Regions from separate parts of the Mus musculus genome. Here all the other regions are linked to region 4. Evidence: chromatin contacts called from public Hi-C and Micro-C data. All regions are on one chromosome and are shown on one strand. The core of a region is the stretch at or near the end of the contact, and the rest is flanking DNA. Distances in the headings are between cores, read along the strand shown. Region 1 holds the start of C1qtnf4 (C1q and tumor necrosis factor related protein 4). Region 2 holds the start of Mtch2 (mitochondrial carrier 2). Region 3 overlaps Mtch2 (mitochondrial carrier 2). Region 4 overlaps Ptprj (protein tyrosine phosphatase, receptor type, J). Region 5 holds the start of Agbl2 (ATP/GTP binding protein-like 2).

Evidence for each region. Hi-C and Micro-C count contacts between places; a contact is called where the count stands out from the background.
Region 1: a contact with region 4 is called in a Micro-C map of embryonic stem cells, with 2.6 times the contacts expected there. The contact joins the promoter of C1qtnf4 here to the enhancer-like site in region 4. A contact is called at or near these places in 11 of 39 promoter capture datasets (the C10 cell line, the HPC-7 cell line, cranial neural crest and 7 more) and 2 of 484 Hi-C or Micro-C datasets (both in embryonic stem cells).
Region 2: a Micro-C map of the G1E-ER4 cell line shows a contact between it and region 4. The contact joins the promoter of Mtch2 here to the enhancer-like site in region 4. A contact is called at or near these places in 5 of 39 promoter capture datasets (the C10 cell line, cranial neural crest, frontonasal cranial neural crest and 2 more), 1 of 15 datasets of contacts at CTCF or cohesin (pro-B cells), 10 of 484 Hi-C or Micro-C datasets (CD4 T cells, CD8 T cells, the G1E-ER4 cell line and 5 more), 7 of 115 datasets of contacts at active chromatin or transcription factors (the 230-238 cell line, the SCID.adh cell line, embryonic stem cells and 2 more) and 1 of 9 other capture datasets (liver).
Region 3: a contact with region 4 is called in a Hi-C map of the G1E-ER4 cell line, with 2.6 times the contacts expected there. The contact joins two enhancer-like sites. A contact is called at or near these places in 8 of 39 promoter capture datasets (the 3T3-L1 cell line, the C10 cell line, the HPC-7 cell line and 4 more), 1 of 15 datasets of contacts at CTCF or cohesin (pro-B cells), 7 of 484 Hi-C or Micro-C datasets (the G1E-ER4 cell line, the N1E-115 cell line, centroblasts and 3 more) and 1 of 9 other capture datasets (pancreatic islet).
Region 5: a contact with region 4 is called in a Hi-C map of the 63-12 cell line, with 2.7 times the contacts expected there. The contact joins the promoter of Agbl2 here to the enhancer-like site in region 4. A contact is called at or near these places in 8 of 39 promoter capture datasets (the 3T3-L1 cell line, the HPC-7 cell line, cranial neural crest and 5 more), 1 of 15 datasets of contacts at CTCF or cohesin (pro-B cells), 6 of 484 Hi-C or Micro-C datasets (the 63-12 cell line, B cells, the G1E-ER4 cell line and 2 more), 1 of 115 datasets of contacts at active chromatin or transcription factors (embryonic stem cells) and 3 of 9 other capture datasets (adipose tissue, embryonic stem cells and liver).

The regions. Positions count from the first base shown.
Region 1 is chr2:90,884,402-90,887,101 of GRCm38.p6, forward strand. C1qtnf4 (C1q and tumor necrosis factor related protein 4) reads left to right here and starts at 1,385. Exons shown (of 2, transcript NM_026161.3): 1 at 1,385-1,602.
Region 2 is chr2:90,845,808-90,848,507 of GRCm38.p6, forward strand. Mtch2 (mitochondrial carrier 2) reads left to right here and starts at 1,348. Exons shown (of 13, transcript NM_019758.3): 1 at 1,348-1,578. The coding sequence starts at 1,492.
Region 3 is chr2:90,865,792-90,868,491 of GRCm38.p6, forward strand. Mtch2 (mitochondrial carrier 2) reads left to right here. Exons shown (of 13, transcript NM_019758.3): 13 at 1-1,019. Among named protein-coding and RNA genes, the nearest start is that of C1qtnf4, 19 kb to the right of the region's middle. Within about 2 kb of position 1,385, at least 23 of the 459 cell types and tissues checked have an H3K27ac peak or open chromatin away from gene starts, as enhancers often do. A contact at or near this core is called in the G1E-ER4 cell line, where this site is marked.
Region 4 is chr2:90,473,730-90,476,429 of GRCm38.p6, forward strand. It overlaps Ptprj (protein tyrosine phosphatase, receptor type, J), which reads right to left. Exons shown (of 24, transcript NM_008982.6): 2 at 1,242-1,260. Among named protein-coding and RNA genes, the nearest start is that of Olfr1274, 74 kb to the left of the region's middle. Within about 2 kb of position 1,297, at least 241 of the 459 cell types and tissues checked have an H3K27ac peak or open chromatin away from gene starts, as enhancers often do. A contact at or near this core is called in the 230-238 cell line, the 63-12 cell line, B cells and 15 more, where this site is marked.
Region 5 is chr2:90,781,435-90,784,134 of GRCm38.p6, forward strand. Agbl2 (ATP/GTP binding protein-like 2) reads left to right here and starts at 1,293. Exons shown (of 18, transcript NM_178755.4): 1 at 1,293-1,326; 2 at 2,142-2,239; 3 at 2,552-2,691. The coding sequence starts at 2,592.

The sequences.
Region 1 (2,700 bases), core at 135-2,634, 410 kb after region 4:
AGCACTGCCAGCACTTGCAGTTTGAACCAGGTAGGAGTAAGCAAAGACTACAACTTAGCCTGGGCCCTTTTCTCTGAGCCCTGATGATTCCTAACTTCCTATCTGGTATATCTGTGGCTCTTCCACTCCTAACTACCCCCACACCCACCAGCACCCCATCATGCCTTCCCTGGCCTCTCCCTTCCCAAGGCCCTGCTGGCTGCCATGTTATCTACCCATTACCAGCCCACCCTGATTCCTTTGTTGAGAGTTCTTCCATATTAAGTGTCAAATGTCTTCCAGCCCCAGTTGGGATTCAAATGTCCTGCCTCTCTCCCTCCCACACCTTCCTGCCCTGAATAAGAGGTCCAGTGCCTAAGGAGGACCACAGGTGTCACAGGATGGCTCCTGGCCTTTCCCTGTGGGACTCATCCCACCCTCAGTGCCCTGCCCATTGGAGTGCCCCCCTCCCCAGCTTTCAAGGAGAAGGAGACATTTGTGATCTGGCAAGGGCTAGGCAGGCACTTTGCCTTGTGCCTCCTTGTACCCAACAGCGTGGAGGAACTGCCCAAGCTCATCACTTCTCCATGGGTAATTTATACTCCAGTAACTGGGGCCAGGTATGTGGAGAATTCCAGAAGGAAAGCTCCTGAGGGCCAGGGCTTCTGCGAGCCTGTGAGGGTGAGGGGGGGCGTGGGGCGTGGAGGAGATGCTGATCTCAGCCCCTGAGGTGTTGTTGGACTCCTACGAGTGTGGGCATAGCTCCCCAGAAAGTCCATGCCCCACACGGGGACCTCCTATTGCCCTTCTCAACCTTTTCCGGAAAAGAAAAATTCAGTACGTCCCAAGGATCCTGCACCTTCTTTGTTCTTCTCAGAGGGTCTCAAGCTGATGTGCTGATGTCTGCAGCTTTGTCCTTCCTCCAGCCTTGCTAGCACACGCACGAGGTGCAGGGGGAGGGGCATTTGCAGACTCAGAAGTGAGGAAGGAAAAGTGGGGCATTTTCACCTCTTACTTTACTAAGGACATTGACCCATTTATCATTCTCTTCCCTCAGACCTTCCCCCCAAGGCCACTCAGCGTGGACATCTGTCCCATACAAAATCTCACCTCCTACTGTCCTTGCTTGCAGCACAGTCCATGCCTTGCCCGAGTCCTCTCTCCCCACACAAACCAGAAAGCTGGTCTGTAGGATGCCTTGGGCCACCCTAGGGTGGCCTCTCTAGCGGCCTCGGTTTCCCCACCTGCTAACTTGGATCAATGACGCCTGAGCGCGGCACCCGGTGGGTAACGCTCAGGATCCAGGAATGAGGAAGGGTCCCATGCTCAGCGCAGGCTCGGTGCGGTGCCCCAGGCCCAACTGCTCGGCGCCCCTCCCTCGTCCTCCGCTCTCCCCTCCGCCTCCCCTGCTCCCCGCCCTTGCGTTTCTCCGCTTCAGCTTCTGCTGTCCTTCCCACTTGCTCACGCCTCCCTTGCCGGGGTCCCCACTCGTCGCCGGCTAAACCCCCGCCACCCCTGGAGGCCCGGTCAAGCCGCAGCGCGGGCGACCAGTGTGTAGCCCGGCGTCCTCACCGAGCAGGATAGCCGGCTGGGACCGAAGCCGACCCGCCCGCCACCAGCCAGGTGAGGGCAGCCCGGAGGAGGCGGGGGCGCAGGCTTCTCTTCTATGCGAGCGGGGGCGGCGGGAGGCACGAGGGACCCGGTCCCTTTTCCTGGAAAGGAGGACCTGGGCGCTTTTTCATGAAAGAGGCTCAGGGGCTTTTACTTCAGAGGGAGGGGTGGAGGGCAGGGATAATGGAAAAGGGGCTTGCGGGGACCCCTTAATGGGGCATTTTTCCCCACGAGAAGGGACTTATTGACTGCTTCTGTAAAAGTGGGGCTCACATTCTTGGAAGGATGCGGACTTTCAAGGAAGATACAGGGGGGTTCTGGCACGGTTTGAAAGCAGTGTTAACTGGGATATGGGAACAAGGCGCTAGGGGCTTGGAGATGCCCTTAGTCTGACATCGCTGCACCTTCTCCATTGGTTCTATGGCTCTGGGTCTATCCAGCTCTGTCCCAGTTTTCCTCTTTGAAGATGACTATTTTTGAGCTTCACCTGGACAGAGCTTTGTGCAGCCATTTCCTTTCCTGGAGCTCTGAGACCCACCTGACGCCTTACCATCCTCCTCTGACCTGCTGGGGAATGGGATTGTTAGAGGAAAGGATCCAGGGTTCAGGGGCATGTGCAGTGGAGTACGGAAGGTAGGAAGGGTATTGGACACACAAGAACCTTTGGCACTGGTGGGTTCATCTGACTTAGAGGGGAGGTGGCAAAGGATAAGGTGGGCAGGAGCTTCGAGCGAAGACCTGCCAGGAAAGCTGCCGGGCAGAGGGAGAGCTCCCACCTCTCAGCAAACAAATGACAGAGGCTGTGCTTGCCTTTGTTTGCTTCCTCCTTCGCTCCCTTGTCTCTTCTGGTTTTGCAAAAGGGGTCACTGAGGCGGGAAACACATTGACCTTTGTGTAAGAGGGAGAGCTGGTAGAGAAGCGCACTGATTTGAAATGGAAAAAAAGAACAAACCCTCTGTTTAAGGCTAAGAGTTCAGTGGATGACCTTGAGCCAAAACGTGTACCCCTCGTTTAGGCACCAGATTTCTCATCCATAAAATGGAAGAGGGCTTATCTATATGTCCAAAAGAGCTTTGTATGAAGAAACAGAGTGGACCGGACACTTCTCAG
Region 2 (2,700 bases), core at 98-2,597, 370 kb after region 4:
TTTGTTGTGTATGCCAGGCTAGGTCCATATTGCTTTGAGATAATGTTTTGAAGTGGATATTATTATACTTATTTGCTTAAAAGTTTTGAAGAGTTGGGATGACCTATATAAGGTCACACTGTAACTGGCAGAGGTAGACTTTGGATGAGGCCCATTGGACTTCAAAGCCCGTGTGCCTGACCTACAAACTGCCTCCCAATATCAGCTAGTTCTGGGCTGAATAGAAGGCCATATTAGGACTAACTTCTGTATTTCAGCCAATTTCTCAAAAACTCCATATATACAGTTTCACTTAATGTTCATAAAAATACACTGAGTTAGTTGCATTGTCCTTATATTTAGATACAAACACTAAAAAATTTAAAAAGGAAAGTGACACATGGATCCAAAAGGAAAGCCAGATTCCAAACTCGGTTCCTTGTTCATTCTCAGCAGTACACACTAAGTGCTTGCACTAAGTGGTGTCTGCTACAGAACAAAGGGGCCAGAGCTGGAGCAATGCCTTTTCTTCATTTTGCCTCTAACAGCCTGGGTAGCCCGATTGGCACTGAGCTTTAATAAATCTTGAGCACTGGTACATGCCAGGCACTGGGGGAAAATAGTGTACAAAGGCCATCTCGGTTCCTGAACCCAGAGTTGACACTCTCAACTGTCAAAGACAATTTCCCAGTGACAGGTGTCACAAGGCAACGGGTAGGAAATACGGATAAAATGGATTTCGAGTAGTCAGAGAAGACATGAAAAAAAAATTTTTTTTTTTGGTCAGTATGTCACCATGTAACCCTGGTTTACCGGGTATCCAGTTTGTAAACCAGATTAGCCTTGAACTCACATATCCACATTCCTCTGCCTCCCAAGTGCTGGATTAAGGGTCTGTGCCGCCACATCTGACCCCGAGGGGGCACATTTTGTTGTAGTTGCTTTTTCTTTCCAGTACTGAGGACTGAAAGCAAGGATGTCGGGAAGTGCTCTACCACTGAGCTAATGGTAAACGCAAAATCAGGGACCTGCAGAATTCACTGTTAAGCCAGACAGGATCTGTTGTTCATTAGACATGACAACTCTAACGGAAAACAACCATCAAACTTTACGTCGTCAAAGCCTGAAAGAGGATAGGAGTATAACTCAGTTCTTCCAGTTGTTAGTCCGCTGACCTTGCCTTTGCCGTCAGGGTCACCCCACCACCACCCCATCATTACCATTCCCTCCCTACTCCTTCCGGACACTTCCGGCTTGCGCAGGCGCAAGAGAAATCGCCTTTCCTAGAGGCGCGAGGAGCCCACGCCCAGACGCATGCGCGTCCCTCCCACAAGCCCCGCCCCAGGCGGCCCCTCGCGAGCGCCTGCCGTTTCTTTGGGCGGGCCGGTGGGCGGAGCCTAAGCGGGCGGCGCGCCGCGGGCGGGCCAGTGAAGCCGGCGCCCCCGACACGTGATCTGGAACCGGCTGTGTCGCTTGGTGACTCCGTCTGTCCGTCCGTCCGCGGGTGCCATCATGGCGGACGCGGCCAGTCAGGTGCTCCTGGGCTCCGGTCTCACCATCCTGTCCCAGCCGCTCATGTACGTGAAAGTGCTCATCCAGGTATGAGTCGTCGCCCTTTCCTTCCCCGCCCGCGTCCTGTCAGGTCGCCACCGCCCTCTGCGCCTTTGGGTTGGCTCTGCGTCCCAGGCCTTCACCCTCTCGAGATGCTGCCCTTCTCTCCCCTCAGGAACAACTTCCACGGCCTCGCGCCCCTCTCGGAGACATCCCGAGGCTCGCCCCGGGCAGGCCGGCTCCCTTTCTGCAGCCAACTGCCACCCTTGCCTTCCCTGGCCGGTGACTCTTCTCAACTTTGTTTTTCCTTTCCCTGATCCTGGCCGGTTGCCACCGAGGGCTTCCCAACCCTTTTCTTGTCGCCCCTCTGATACTGGCGTTCACCTCACCTCGTTCACTCCTCCTCAGCGAAATATCTCAAACTCGAGACGTGAAATAACTCATCTATGGGCAAATTTAAAATTCTAGGAAAGCCAACATCTTATTGTTCTTACTCGGTTTTTCTATTTGCTGTTTCTACTTCTATTCCCGTTCAGAGATTTTAACACCAGATACCCGGATATACACAAGGAGCGCATTGAGAAGTGATAATGAAATCAGATTTCCTGAGGATCCATTGAGCGCTTTCACAGTAACCCATGTGGTTCATGACAATGAAAATCACGTTGGTTAGAGCTGGAAATCAGTTCTGTTTAAACACTTTAGCGAGTTTAAATGTAACATCAAACCCCGGATGTCTCTCTTGCCTCCCTTGCCAATCTGCTATAAAATATTTCTAAAGTGGTCATTTATATTCATGGGTAAGGAGGCCTACTTTTAGCTGGTGATAGTATTTTCAATTGCTCTTCTAACTTTCCCTGTGCTGATCAGGGCCATTTTTAAGCATTTATTGAGGATTGCCATACCTCATGCATTGTGTGTCCTGGAAGGAAGCAGGCTTTAGAATCCCTGTCCTCAATGTTTACCATTCTGAAAAGAGAAAAAAAAAAAAGCAAGACTCTAGAATGGACTTCATTTTTAAATTGTTCTTCATACAAATTGTTGCTAAGTTGACTAATATAAGTGTAGATGTTGAAGCGCAGAGTGAAATCTGTGTCTAGAACAGAATTGACAGTATTTCGCAGTACACGTATGAACTCACTACTCAATAGTTCTCAAAGAACAGTGATT
Region 3 (2,700 bases), core at 135-2,634, 390 kb after region 4:
GTTCCTACAGAAGGGAAAGGCATCACCACCACCAAGAAGAAGGTCAGGTACAGAGGCTTAAGGAAGCTTTGGGAAGGAAGGGAGTATGATGGCCTTTCACTCCAAAGAAGCTCCTAGCCTCGTGTAGCACGAGAAGCAAGCACTGCAGCACACACAGCAGCACCCCGAGTGCTCAGTGCCCACAGCCTCCAAGGTCTGGCCTCACCGCGGCTCCCATTGCCTATAAGCTTCTGCTCCTAAGCGTTTGTTTCCTTCTTGTTACTGCAGAAGGTGAGTAGTTTGGGTCTTATTTCTGATGACACCCTTGAAAGTGTAACTCCTTATCTGATGACGTGGACCAAAGTCCACATGGTTCTTAGGATATTGTCCAGCTCAAATGTCAGACCCTCAGTTAGGCATGTAAAAAACACTTAATGAAGGCAAAATCACTTTAGAAGGAAAATTTTCAACTCAAGCATTGAGCTCCTTCCTATTCACTCAGGCCTTTCAATGGCAGTTAAAATGCTCATAAGATGAGAAAGCCCTGTGGTGTCGATTCCTGATACTTTGCCAAATGAGTAAGCACTGACTTTGCTGCTTTTAGACTTCTGTCAATGCAGCAGAGGCCATGATGTTAGGTAGTGTGAGCGCGCAGGGTCTTCTCCCACTCAGGGTTAGGGATGCGACCAGAAGCTCATGAGTAGCTTAGTTTGAAATGTCTTTGATGTCAAAAGTACTTTGTCTCAAAAGTAATGTAAATTTTATATTCTATTCATTATTATCTGCATCTGTTTTAATATAAAATGTGTTTTGCATTACCTACTCTTTTCTCCCAGAAAAAAAGTCAAGTAAAGATGATGTAGGAAAATGCACCATGCTTAGCCTGCTGCTTCTGTACACATATACGCTCCCCGGTTCTGAGCACCGCTGGCTGTGAGAACCTGTCCACCACCAGAGGGCAGCAGAACTTTGGTTGTGCCTGTGCATCTGGCCTGCTGAATGGTCTAGGATTGCTCAGTGAAAATTAAAAGTCTTATTTCTAGAGGTGTGACTTAGTGGTAGAGCACTTACCTAACAGAAGCTGGTAACTGGGTTCTAACTGCAGATCAGAAAAAATGGGGGCAGTGATACAAACTCAAAACCAGGGGGATACAGGCAGGAAGGTCAGGAGTTCACAGATCATCCATGACATAGCAAGTTTGAAGCTAACTTAGATTACATAAAGATGCTATATCAAAAAGCAGATACTAGCTGAGTGTGGTGGCACATGCCTTTAATCCCAGCACTTGGAAGGAAGAGGCAGGCAGATTTACATAGTGAGCTATAGACCAACTAAAGTTACATATTGAGAACCTGTCTCAGAAATGAGTCCTGTTCCTGTCTATAATCCTGACAGTTTAGGAGGTTGAAGCATAGAGGATCACAGCCTGAGGTCAGTCTGAGTTATGTAGACTCTGTCTCAAACAGTCACAATGCCTCATGGCTGAAATGCCAGCACCAAAGAAGGCTAAGAGGAGAATTGCAGTTGAGTTCTTGGTCTCTAGCACTTTCTCTAGATTGTTTTACTGGTCTGCAGTGTTCTGTTGTGAGATAAGCTCTCAAAATAATAGCTTAGTTGTCTTTGACTTTCTGATATTCCCAAGGGTTGGAATCAGCCTGGCCACAGCTGGTTTTAAAATGACCTAGCTTAGTTTAGCTGAGGCAGGGTCTTTCTGTGTGGCCCATGCTGGCCTCAGCCTCCATTTGCTGGGATTATAGTTTGACAGTGCTCAGCTCCCTATTGGGCTTTCTAGAAGAACTAGCTGGAGTGGGCTGGGTGGGGCAACACCAACAGTTAAGAAGGCTCACAGTTGCAGGGGACCTGAGTTCCCTTTGCCAGCACTCAGACTAGGTGGCTCAAAGCTCTCTTAACTCCAGTCCAGAGCCTCTGCCCTCAAACTTAAGACATCATCCCCCTCTGCCTCTAGAATGTTGGAATTAGTGGTGTTTGCCACCTGGCCCATTTCTTTATTTCTTTTTTTAAAGACTATATTTCTAGGGGAGATAAGAACTTGACCTTCCATTAGTTGTGCTTACATGAGTTTTGAGAAATCTTAAGGGCCTAGTAGTGTGTGTGTGTGTGTGTGTGTGTGTGTGTGTGTGTGTGTGTGTGTGTGTTTGTATGTGTGTGTTAAAAGTCTGCTCACGGGCTGGAGAGATGGCTCAGTGGTTAAGAGCATCGACTGCTCTTCCGAAGGTCTTGAGTTCAAATCCCAGCAACCACATGGTGGCTCACAACCATCCATAATTAGATCTGACGCCCTCTTCTGGTGCGTCTGAAGACAGCTACAGTGTACTTAGATATAATAATAAATAAATCTTAAAAAAAACAAGTCTGCTCACACTAACCTAGCCTACCACTGTCTCACGGCCATGTCTCAGAAGTGACAGGGTCCAAAATCACTTGTCTACAACCATTTAAGTACGATTTGTATTAAAACATCTGCTCTGGAACAAACTTGCCACAACCCTGAAGAACATCTTCAAATAGATCCTGATAGTTACAGGGAAATCCGGGCAGAGGACAGACTTGGAGGACAGCAAGACAAAGCAGTTATATAAGAGCAGGGTCGTGAGGGTACAAACTGACACTAAGCCTCCAACTCTCCAATTGAAACTATGTGGCACCAACCTCTACCTCAGAAAGGCAGCCAAAAGAGTTCCCTAGAAAAGCCAGGTTTC
Region 4 (2,700 bases), core at 47-2,546:
ATTTGCCTTATTAGAGGGGTTCAGCAAGCTCTGCCCTCCTTGGGGAGACCAAGCCAATCATTTTATCTCAATGAGTCCTAGGCTTTGGGTTGTTTTTTGGTTGGTTGGTTTGGTTCGGTTTGGCTTTGCTGGAAAAGAAAAAAAAAGTCCTGAATTTTAGGGGCAAAAAATGCTACCATTTTTTTCCCAAAAATATACCTTTTTTTAAAGTAGTAACTACTATTATCCTCCTACAGAAACAGTAAGGTCTTGATCCCAGAACAGTGCTTTCAGCTGGATGTATTTAGCTATATAAACCATCGTCACCATAATATTAGGCAGGCATCTGTATTTATCTTGTCTTCCTACAGACCAGGAAAAGTACCCAGCTCCAACTGGGACTCAGGCCTCCACACAGCACTGGAGGGCCAAGAGGAAAGGAACTTTGTATAACTTACCTTTCAAAGGATGCCAGAACTTCATATGTATCGGGCAAGTACGCAACCATGAGCTATAGACTCACTCCCAGGCTGACACGCAAAATCAAAAAATATAGGAGGCTATCTCTGCTTTCCAAGAATTTCTATAATCCCACAACACCATATTGTAAGTGTAGTAAAACAGCAACATAAGAAAGTGCTTGCAAAATAATACATATCACATAAAATAGAAATATTCAGTATTACAGTTTCAGTATATTTATCTCACACATGGGTGTGGGCTGGTGAAAGAAAATCACAAGAAATCCAATGATTTTATGAGCTGGTGGTTTAACTATGTCCCCCAGGAAGCCCCCAAACTCCCTAGCTCAAAAGAATCTGCTGACGTAGACTCCCGAGGAACTGGGAATACAGTGCTATATCACCGTCATTCAGTTGAGAAAACAAAGAATTTTTATAGTTGTGGTTAAACAACTAACTGAATGCTCCTTTCACTTACAGTTTCTATCTTCATTGTATTTTGGGGGGGTTGTTATGTTTCTATATGCATTGATGTTCTGCCTGCATGTCTGTGCAAGGATGCCAGACCCTCTGGAACTTGAGTTACAGACAGTTGTGAGCCACCGCTGGGAATCGAACTCAGGTCCCCTGGAAGAGAGGCTAGTGCTCTTAACCACTGAGCCATCTCTCCAACCCCATAAGTGGATTCTTGTTATCTTTTTTTCCTGTGATTTTTTCCCCCCATGTTAGCCATTAATGCAACTGTGTCCACTAGGGGGCAGTAGCAAACAACACAAGAATGGAAAGGAGCAAGGTACTCACCCGCACCTGCGCACAGGACCTGTAACGGAAAAGAAAAGGGAAGTCAGCAGATCCATTCAACCGTGAAAATGCAAATCAGAAGCAGAGCAGTTGGGGGTGGGTATCGAGTGCACGGGAGGCAGACGGCCATGGAGAGGGCGTCCTGGGGCTGTAAATACAGGGAAAGAGCAAGTCAACTATACAAAAGATTAACTGGGTTCACTGAGGCCATGGGGCTGCTGACTACATAAACCCAGTGTTTTTCACAGCTCCGCAAGCCAGTGCTCCCTCCTGCCCCTGGGAGGTGAACTGCCTTACAGAGAATACAAAAGGAAATGCAGGCCACAAGCTCTTCCCTTTAGCCATGTCCAGGGCCAGCCTACTGTTAAAGCCATGGCTGAAGTGCAGTCAATAGGTTTGTAATCTCTCACTATACAATAGTAACCTTCTTTAGTCTATCAGTAGAGGGCAATCAGTTTCTAATTATCTGGTATATAGCTTTGGGAAGGAGCAGAATGTGAGGCCTTACAGATTTAGTTGGCAATGTTAGTCTTTCGTTTGGGAGCCAGGGAGTCCCTTCGGCGGTTCTCACTATCATCCATACCATACATTATTTCCCCAAAGCCTAATGTAATTCAAGGTCGCAAATCCCATTGTCTCTTAAATACATGCTTTTGGTAATTGGAATTTCCAAAGTATGGTGACTGAGAAAAAGAAAATAACCAAAAGAAGGGAAAATGCCCCACAATTCCCTACTGCCCTCAGATTAAAAATCCACCCTTAAGTACCCAGCAGGCTCCTCTAGTCTTGGTGACACTCGTATTCTTGAAGCTGATTTCCCCTTAGGACATTTAAACATATATTCCCTCTTGCAAAATCAGTGCCCCAAAACTTATTTTCTAGGGCCTGCCCAAAAAGGCCACCCCTTCAGAAGTCTCTTCTATAACCAGCCAGGAAAACTAAACCACCCTCACTCCTTCACCACTGTTTCCTCCACAGGAGCAGAAACACTGTGCATACAGTAGGTGCTCAATAAGTGTCACAGAAAAGAACCAATTAGCTGAGATGGAACGGAATCCCCAAGGTCCCCCAAAACTTTCTACCATCTCCTCTCTCAAGCTTAACCTTTCTTAGCTCATCTGAGCCAGGCAATATGTCAACAACACAGTCTAGGATGGACCCAAGGGGAGGGGGAGAACACAAGAGGCCATGCCAGCACAAGGAAGCAAGTGTATTTTGCCCAGTTCAACTACAAAACCATCACTCTTTAGGATGGTGGCTTCTGGCACCTGCCCATAGTACCCGCCTTGGTATCAATACAGCGTTGCCCCTCCTGGAATCCATTCATCTAAGGACCACCTGAAACCATCCTGCCCTCTAGCTGTTTGCCAAAAATGAGGAAAAGAGACAAGTCTAAAAGTAACTCCAGTCAGAGAGCACTATCATAAATATCCCAGTAGGACGCACCCGCAAAGGCCAA
Region 5 (2,700 bases), core at 43-2,542, 310 kb after region 4:
ATAGTTGTGAGGCACCAGGTGGATGCTAGGATTTGAATTCAGGAAGTGCAGCCAGTGCTCTTTGCCTCTGAGTCATCTCTTCAGCTCTGAGGTTTGCCCTTAAAATAGCACATCTTTACTTTTAGACAATAGGGTCATTTAGTCGATGGAGACTCACACAAGTCCTTGAACAAGTCTCAAGTAACAGTGGGGCTCAGCTCTGAAAGCTCTTCCAGATGATCCAAATTTGGTTTCCAGCGTCCACAAGACCACATCGGGTCTCCCACTCTAGGGAGACCTCTGACCTCAGTGGGCGGGCACCTGCACTCACAACAAGCACACGGATTAAAACAATGTTTAAAAATCAAGGCTGGGGGGCTGGTGAGATGGCTCAGTGGGTAAGAGCACCCGACTGCTCTTCCGAAGGTCCAGAGTTCAAATCCCAGCAACCACATGGTGGCTCACAACCATCCGTAACGAGATCTGACTCCCTCTTCTGGAGTGTCTGACTTACATATAATAATAAATAAATCTTTAAAAAAAAAAAAACAAGGCTGGCTAGATAGTCTAGAAGGTTTGTGTTTGCCTGGCACTTGAAACTCATGCAAAGGCAGAAGGGAAGAACTGACTCCATAAAGTGTACACATGTTCCCCTGCTCATCCTGCACATGCAAACAAGAGTGAAGGGGAGGCGGCTGGTGAGGTTGTTCAGGGGCTAAAAGCACTTGCTCTTTGAGCAGCACCCACTTAGCAATTCAAACAGCTCACAACTGCAGGTAACTAGCTCCCTAGGGATCTGAAACCTAGCCTCCAGGTGAACACACACACACACACACACACACACATTTTTTTAAAAAGGAATAATTACTATTTTAAACCAAATCAAGACAAGGCAGGGATGGGGGAAGGACATTTTACGTTTGTCAAAGGGAGAAGAAATGAAGTAAACTAGAATGAACCTGATTCCTTCTCTCTAGGACTGACCTCGTGTTCTCCTAGTGTATCTGCTCTTTTTAAATAACTCTTGGCTGCTTGCTACATACAGTTCTAACCCTCACCAGCCCCCAAAGGAATAGAAGCTTCAGGCCCTTGAACAAAGTAAATTACCTTTACAACTACCGAAAGTAGAAATATGAAGGCCCTCGGCACTGTTCTACTCATCAGTCCCCAGACTGTGTCTGTAAAGTTTGAGATGAAATTTGAATCAGTAAACCGTTGGAATGTGAAACGCAAGTTGCCTGACATCCCAAGGCTCGCAGCTTACAGATGAGGGCGGGGTCCTGCCCTCCTTCCGCTTCTGGCTCCCGGTTGCTAGGCTCCCAGGGTCCTCGCAGAAAACTCCAGCAGGTGAGCTGAGGGACTGGGCCTGCGAAGGAGCGCCCTAGCTGGCAGGGGACAAGCAGGGGATCCCAGGCAGGAAGGGAGTGAGAGGACAGGAAGTGCAGGGGGGCGAGGAGAGTGCCGGGGGGGGGGGGCGGAATGGGGAGAGGGGGGCAGAGGGCGAGGAGGGCAGGGGGCAAGGAGCTTTGGGACGGACAGGACTCCAGGCTGGCCTCTGCAGAAAGAGTGAGAGTGGAGAGATGGAGAAGCTCCTGCAGCGTCCACCCGGCCTGGGGACCAGCTGCGGGGAAGGGGTAGCCAGGCAGCGCGGTGTCACCCCGCGGGCTCCGGTGGAAACTTCTGCTCTGTCCTTCCTTGGGCTTGCCTCTGGGCAGTCCACACTCCGAGGCAGGGCGCTCAGAACTGAACGTTTCCAGGGCTCTCGCTTCCGACCCCTGACCTTTCCTTTTCAACTGCTCTGAGGCGACTCTGCGCGTGCCCCCAACCCGGTTCCTTTCCCTTTTCTGCGGCGTCCTGGTGTTGGGCATCTGTTCTCAGCGTAAACTAAGCATGGGGCCAATGAGGCTCCTGGTGAATCTAGTGGACCAGGCGTGGGGACACGCAGAGCGCCCCAGCTCCTCAGGTGTGTGCTGGCAACCACCATCCTCTCCTTTCGTAAGACGCCGGCTTGGCAAGAGTTTAACCCCCGAGTGGTTGTGGGTGTGAAAGGGCAGGGTCTGCAGATTTGGTGTTATTTGTTGGCGGTGGTGGTTGGTTAGGTTTCTTTTCACTTTTCCTACGGGGATTTGTAACTTCTGTGTAATCAGCTGTTTGGAAATCAGGCAGATATTGCAGCTGGGTACGGTGCTACTAACTCGCCTACATCATACTATGCGGCAGTAACATGTTCCCGGCGTTGGAAACAGAACTAAAGCCGGAGGTTGGTACACTCTTTTTCCGATAACTTCGCAGAAACCCAATCCAAGGTCAGAAGGTTCACTGTGGTGGCATGCTGGTCCAGCTGGAGGTATATTTGGGGCGGCGGAAGGATGGGCTTTTTAGCCCCGGTTGGCATGGAACTCACTCTGTTGCCCGGACTACCCTTGAACTTGAGTTCTCCTCCTACCTCTGCTTCCCTGGTGCTGGGAGTACTAGTGTTTGCCACCAGACCTGTTGGAGATTATGATTCCCAAAATAGAATAATTCACTATTTGCCTGGCGTTTGCTTGTTTTGTTCCCGTATCCTATGCAGCGTGTTTGGTGCTTTTGGTTAAGAAGTCAGTGTCATCTGAATGAATGTCCTGCTTGAGATGGCTTTTCTTTCACAGACTCTTCCTGATCCCTATGAGGACTTTATTCACCATCACCTCCAGTATTATGGATATTTCAAAGGTAACACTT